Linked DNA regions of Gossypium hirsutum: region 1 is linked to region 2. The links are chromatin contacts, called in public Hi-C maps. All regions are on one chromosome and are shown on one strand. The core of a region is the stretch at or near the end of the contact, and the rest is flanking DNA. Distances in the headings are between cores, read along the strand shown. Region 1 has its middle 3.1 kb from the start of LOC121214779. Region 2 holds the start of LOC121214778 (protein NETWORKED 3C).

Region 1 (3,067 bases), core at 232-2,731, 100 kb before region 2:
TTAAGCTAAACTTTAAAAATTCGACAATTCAACTCAATATTTGAAAAATAATCATTAATGCCAAATTGAGTTGAAAGTTGATTATTTTTATTGTTATTGAGATCCATTTACCCATATTTTAGATTAAAATGATCTGGACAAAATTAAATTTCTACTGATACTATTTACAAAGTTTTGGTTAATAGATTGAGGACTATCATGAAAAGCTTGGTTTCTAAGTTCCATTCTACCTTTGTTGGTAAAGTTGAGGTCCTTGGTTTAATGAGACTTTGGTTTAATTGCAATGTTGAAGTCTTACGAAGTTTAAAATCTTAGTTTGAGTCACATCCTATATAATTTGTGATTCTTATTCATATTCATTCTAGCTAGTTAATTAGTTGGAGTGAGTTAATTATTTAGTTCAAGCAAGTAAGAATTAATTCTATTGGATCAGTTGTAATCTTTTAAAAAAATTCAAAGCATATGATAAATTGAATTGGACCTTCTTGAAGTGTGACTTAAGTAAAATTAATATGTTTGAATTATCCATAATCCCTTCTCAACTCTTAAATAGGAGAATAAATATGCTTTAGCATGCTAGAACTTACATCTTCCTATACTGACAATATTATTGATACCAACTGAGTTAAGACTCAAAAACTGAAAATTTTTAAATTATTAAGTATCAAATACATGGTTTTGAATTCATTTATATATACTTGCAGTTTCCAAGCATATTAGGCTATTGCTGATGTTAACATGGGTGCCTAAGCTTTTTGCAGATGAAACAAAATGAGGTTAGTTTCATATCTTTAAGGAGAGAGTGCAAGGGATTACTTTATATCCATAATGTGGTACATTGGACTATGCAAATCAAGCTGAGTCTTAGATGAACCTGATACTGTGGCTGAAAGTTCAGCTTCAGCATCAGATATTCTATAGATAGTGTTCTCTCAGAGGAATAATTAGCAATCCAAGCTTGTGGCCTTTTCCTTCAATCTTCATTTTTGCTTTTTTTCATCCTGAGTCACAAAATCTGTAATGGCAACAAGCTGTGGATTCAATATTGCGGCTGAAATTAAGAAAACAGGAAAAAGAGAGGCAGCAGGCAATTGCGGTGGGGTGGGGTTGGGTGCAGCCTCACGCGTGGATGTGTAACAGGATACGGTATAGCATTAGCACACAATATTTCTTGAACTGCAATTGGAAAGGAAGAAGGGTAAGCTATATGGTCACCTCACCTCACCTCACCTCACCTGCAAGTGCATGGGATGACCCAGTTGTGATAGTGACACCTACAGTCCAAGGATCTATATTTGATTGGTGCACTTTGCAAAGAATGATGGCAGTCATTTTTGGTAGGAGTGGGACCAAAAAGTACATCATAATAATAAAGCAGCATCATGGAAAAGGCGATGCTTCAACAGCCAACACGTCTCGCTACTGGTACGTGTAAAAGTTTTAAGAATCTCAAGAGTCCAAATTGCATTACATGATTTATGATGATTGTTGGCTTTGTCTTTGCTTTGGTTGCTGAGGGTCCATCCAGCGTGTCATCTGTCACCATGGATGGGAACCTTCCCCTCCTCTTCATTGCTTCAGTGCTCACTTGTCACTACCCAATCAATTTAATTTAAGCCCATGATTGGATGCTTTAATTATTACTTAAAATCTTTTTTGCCCTTTTTTCAGAATGAATGAGTTGGGTCTTACATGCACTCGAGATTGTTACCTCAGCCTCTTTAACTCGCTGCTTGGCAAGTTGTGACTTTTGATTTGGTAGGATGAAAACAAATCTCTCCATTGTTAGAGATAAGATTATATATTTTAATATTATCAAAGCTTCTATTTGATGTATATTACATTGAAACTTCTGCTAAAAGTAAATACTATTTTTAGATTTACATAATCACCCTTCAATTTTACAAAAAAGTTATTTTAGCCTTCTATTTTTTGGGTCTTTTTTAGCCATTAAATTTACATTATTTATCAAATCAACCCAAAATGGATGGAAAAGTTAACATTTTTTAACTTTGTTGACGTGACATACACGTAGATTGCCATGCGTATGTCACGTTAGCAATTAATTAATTTTTTTAAAAAAATTATACTTTTTTAATAAATTTTATTTTTTAAAATAGTTTTTATAATTTTTTAAAATTTTAAAAATTAATTAATTATAGACGTGACATCCACATGGCAATCCACGTGTATGTTATATCGGTAAAGTTAATAAATGTTAAATTTTTCATTCATTTGGGATTGATTTGACAAACAACACAAGTTTAAAGACTAAAAAATTGCGAAAACTTAGGCTCCGTTTGTTTGGCATGAAAACATTTTCCGGAAAAGCTTTTTAGCCTTTTCTAGTGTTTGTATGGCTGAAAATAATTTCCTAACGTAAAATGAATTACAAAACACGGGAAATGATGCCTTTAATTTAGGAAAATGTCTTACCGTTTTTATTTCAGTAAAAATAAATCATAGTTAGATATGAAGGGCTTAAATGACTTTTTTTTTAGTTGGAGGGACAAATAAATCATTATACCATTTAGATTTGATAAGATTAAGGATGTATTTGTAAAGCAACAATAGTTAGATATGGGTGTAATTACTTGTAATTATACTTCTGTTGTTGTTTAGGTAACTATTATAACTAGTGACACCCAAGGGATTGAGTGTAGTTTATGCGCTCAATTATTTACTCTAATTCTTAATAGGAATTGAGAATTGGGTGAATTACAAACGATAATTAACTATGATGAATTTTATTTATAATTTTTAAAGATATAATTAGATTATAATAACTAGGGAATTAAATTTTAAAAAAAAAATTCTAAACAAAATTATACTAATAAATCCTTTATATCTTAAGAGATCAATTTAATTTAATGTATGACTCAGCCAATTATAGAAAATTATGGGAGAAGGAGAGCTGGCTCCTTAGAGGAGGAAGCTTTATGGAAAATGGCCTATCAATCAAGTTGTAGTGATCCATCTGAAAGATAATGTATATTTTCTATCAGTAAACCATGTTTTATTAACTTAGTCCATGGTGTTAGTTTACCTAACACAATTCCTTAATCTA
Region 2 (3,065 bases), core at 342-2,841:
GGAGTTTTCTCAAGAAAAAAAAACCTATATATTCATCTTTATTATGTTTACTTTTATTGAAGGAGTAGAATTGATATCTATGGACTCAGCCCTATTCACTACTATCCATAAATTTATTTATTTATTTAGTAGGAATTTATTTTTGGTAATCTCAAAAAAGTATATGATATTTTCTTATATATTGAGTTTCTTGAGTATTTCAAATAACACAAAAAAATATATTTGAATGAAAAGTAGTCTATTTTATTAGGAGTGAAATCGAGTTTTAGTAAAAAAATAAATTTTAAATAAATTCATTGACTAAATTGATTTTGGTCTTCGAGACAAATAGTAAAAGATAAAAGCAATACTATATTTATAGTCATTAATTTATTAAAAAATGATTTAAAAATAAAATTATACTTAAAATATAACATTCTAATAAAGTTACCGTGGAAATAAAATTGGAGCATACAATGATGCAGCGCAAGCCGAAAAAGAACTCCAGCCCATCAATCAGGGCTTGTTGTACGATCCATCAGAAATACTATGCAAAGCATCAGCCCATTCATGATGGAGGAGAATAATTAGACACTATCCTAAGGAAACATATGATCCAGATATAGAGGGATATTGTGTAGCAATAGTAGCCTGAGTTTTATTGTTATCGTGGGAGGAAGTAGGATACTGAAAGAAATTGCCTCCAGGAACTTTCATTTCATAAACTTCCCAAGGAATAGCCTCTTTAGTCTTGATACTTGAGACCGAGTGTTGTTGGCAGTCAGGGCCTTGTTCTCATCCATCTTCATCTTGGAACAAAGATCTCTAATTATTTCTCTCTTCTCATCGTTTCTCCTTATCAACTCAGCCTGGTGACTTAAGTTATCCTCTACCAGTTCCGACACCTTGAACCTTAGTTCATTCCACAGCTTCTCATTTTCCAACATGGCCGCTTCATAACCATCACTTGTATTCCGCTGCATTCCAATGCCATTGCTCCTTTTCTTTTTCTCTCCCTGCCTAATTTTATCCTCTGCCTTCATCTTTGACTCCTTGCTAGACACATGGTTCGAGACATCATCGTCGAATTCAGTCTCAAGATCAGGATCTTCAGCATTCAACTCAACATATCCTTGGACTTGGTTGACAGGACTTGACAACGACGATAATAGTGTTGGATGAGAACCGTGGTTGAGTTGGGATCTCAGCTGCTCGTACTTATCAGCTAAGGAGCGGTAGGATTTGTGCAAGTCTTCAACCATTTGGATGAGCTGAGGTCTCTTTTGATAGTACATTTCAGCCCTCTTGGCGAATGAATCTCCCTCATCTTGCAGGATAATGCTAAGAATTCCATTTATTTTCATATCAAAGTCTGCATAACCAATTGACAAGCGTATGCCAGAAAACTTAAACCAGTGTATGAGCATGCACAATATGATTATAAATATTACCATTGGAGGCAGCGACATGAATGGGATCCATTCGAATCAACTGAACAAAGTATGTTTGTTGTAAGTAGCACATGACAAATGAAAAGCAGAAGAAGCCATGGGGGAGAAGGGGCAAACAACCCCACAGAATTGATTTCTAATGCGTATGACTAAAGTAAAAATTCTAATTTTGCAGCCAAGGCATATTATTGAGCTTGTCTCTTCTTGAAGCAAATGCAACACTAATATCCACATATGGTTGAAAGGACAAGTTGGGTAACATGCATGGGCCCAAAACTACTAATATTGTGATTATGTGAATCAAATGCTTTAATATTTTGTTTCACAAATTAAGTAACTCCATTAATCGAATTTATTAAGATAGTTAATTACATTTTAAACACCTGTTTAAACTAGTATCAGGCCTGGATAATGGTATGAAGCCCTTCAGTAGCAGTTCTGTAATCAACCTAGTCCACCCCTCTTTCTCCTCCATTAAAACTGACCCTTCCCTTTGATTACCCAATTTCACATTAAAAAAAAAAACAGAAAAACAATAACCATACTCTTTTTTTTAGAAAAGAACAAGTAAAAGACTTTTTTAGTCCTTCCTAATTTTGATATTGAGTAAATTAATTTAATTTCTGGTAATTTTAAAATTGAACATCTATAACAATTAATCACAATATTAATATTTTTCATCAATTTTAAATAAATTTAATTCATATAATAACAAATTTAGAGCTTAAAGTTTACATATTCTGTCTGCTTTTTTTTTGAAGCTAAAGTACATTCTTTTTAAATATTTAAGATTTTTTAAAATTTCATACAATTTTTTAGATACTTTTTTAGAATTGGGATCAAATTGATAGAATATGTAAACAACGGAGGCTTAATTTTATATTATATCAATCAAAATTAAATACAATTGATAAAAACCATTTATTATCGTGATTAATTATCTTTAATTCCCCAATAAAATTTAAAGGTTATAAGGTTTTAAAAAACAAATTGACCCCTACCTTTATATTGGGTCGATATTGTTATTTTTTAAAAAGTTAACATTTTAAAATTGTTATAACTTTTTTTTCTATAAACTTTGCTTATAATTTTTATGATTCTTAAATTTTTTTTTTAAAATTTGAAAAGTGCTTAATTGATTTTTTTTTAAATTGTTATTGAGGTCTTTTTGGCATTTAGTCTTATAAGTTTAAAATAAAAATTAATTTACCTTCAATAAAATAGTAGAGGTCAAATTGGATAAATTTATAAAGGTTGATAGCTGAATTTTTTATTAAACCTTATATATAAATATCAAAACAAACATTTCACAGTGCAATTTTAATGGAGGGACTGATTTGCTCACTTATCTAATGTATAGGCTGTTTTGTCTATGTTTTATTATTTTTAATCTCTTATTTTAACTAATATTTTAACATATAATTTAATAAAAATCATGCACTAACCATCCATAATAACTAAAAAGGGAAATTTGCCACTTAAATCCTTAACCATTTACTTTTTAAACTCTTTTAACTAATATAAATCAATAGAAATTAACTTTTATTATTTTTACAATTTAGTCCTTTTACCGTAATAACTACTCAAACATCAAAATTACCAGACCAATTTTTAATACGACACTCTACTAACCTC

What was found. Hi-C and Micro-C count contacts between places; a contact is called where the count stands out from the background.
Region 1: a Hi-C map of leaf shows a contact between it and region 2, with 4 times the contacts expected there. The contact joins the enhancer-like site here to the promoter of LOC121214778 in region 2. A contact is called at or near these places in 3 of 34 Hi-C or Micro-C datasets (all in leaf).

What each region holds. Positions count from the first base shown.
Region 1 is chrD02:64,607,200-64,610,266 of Gossypium_hirsutum_v2.1, reverse strand. No RefSeq gene overlaps it. Among protein-coding and RNA genes, the nearest start is that of LOC121214779, 3.1 kb to the left of the region's middle. Within about 2 kb of position 1,481, at least 2 of the 9 cell types and tissues checked have an H3K27ac peak or open chromatin away from gene starts, as enhancers often do. A contact at or near this core is called in leaf, where this site is marked.
Region 2 is chrD02:64,503,239-64,506,303 of Gossypium_hirsutum_v2.1, reverse strand. It overlaps LOC121214778 (protein NETWORKED 3C), which reads right to left and starts at 1,591. Exons shown (of 2, transcript XM_041088996.1): 1 at 1,431-1,591; 2 at 384-1,351. The coding sequence starts at 1,503. The coding sequence ends at 693.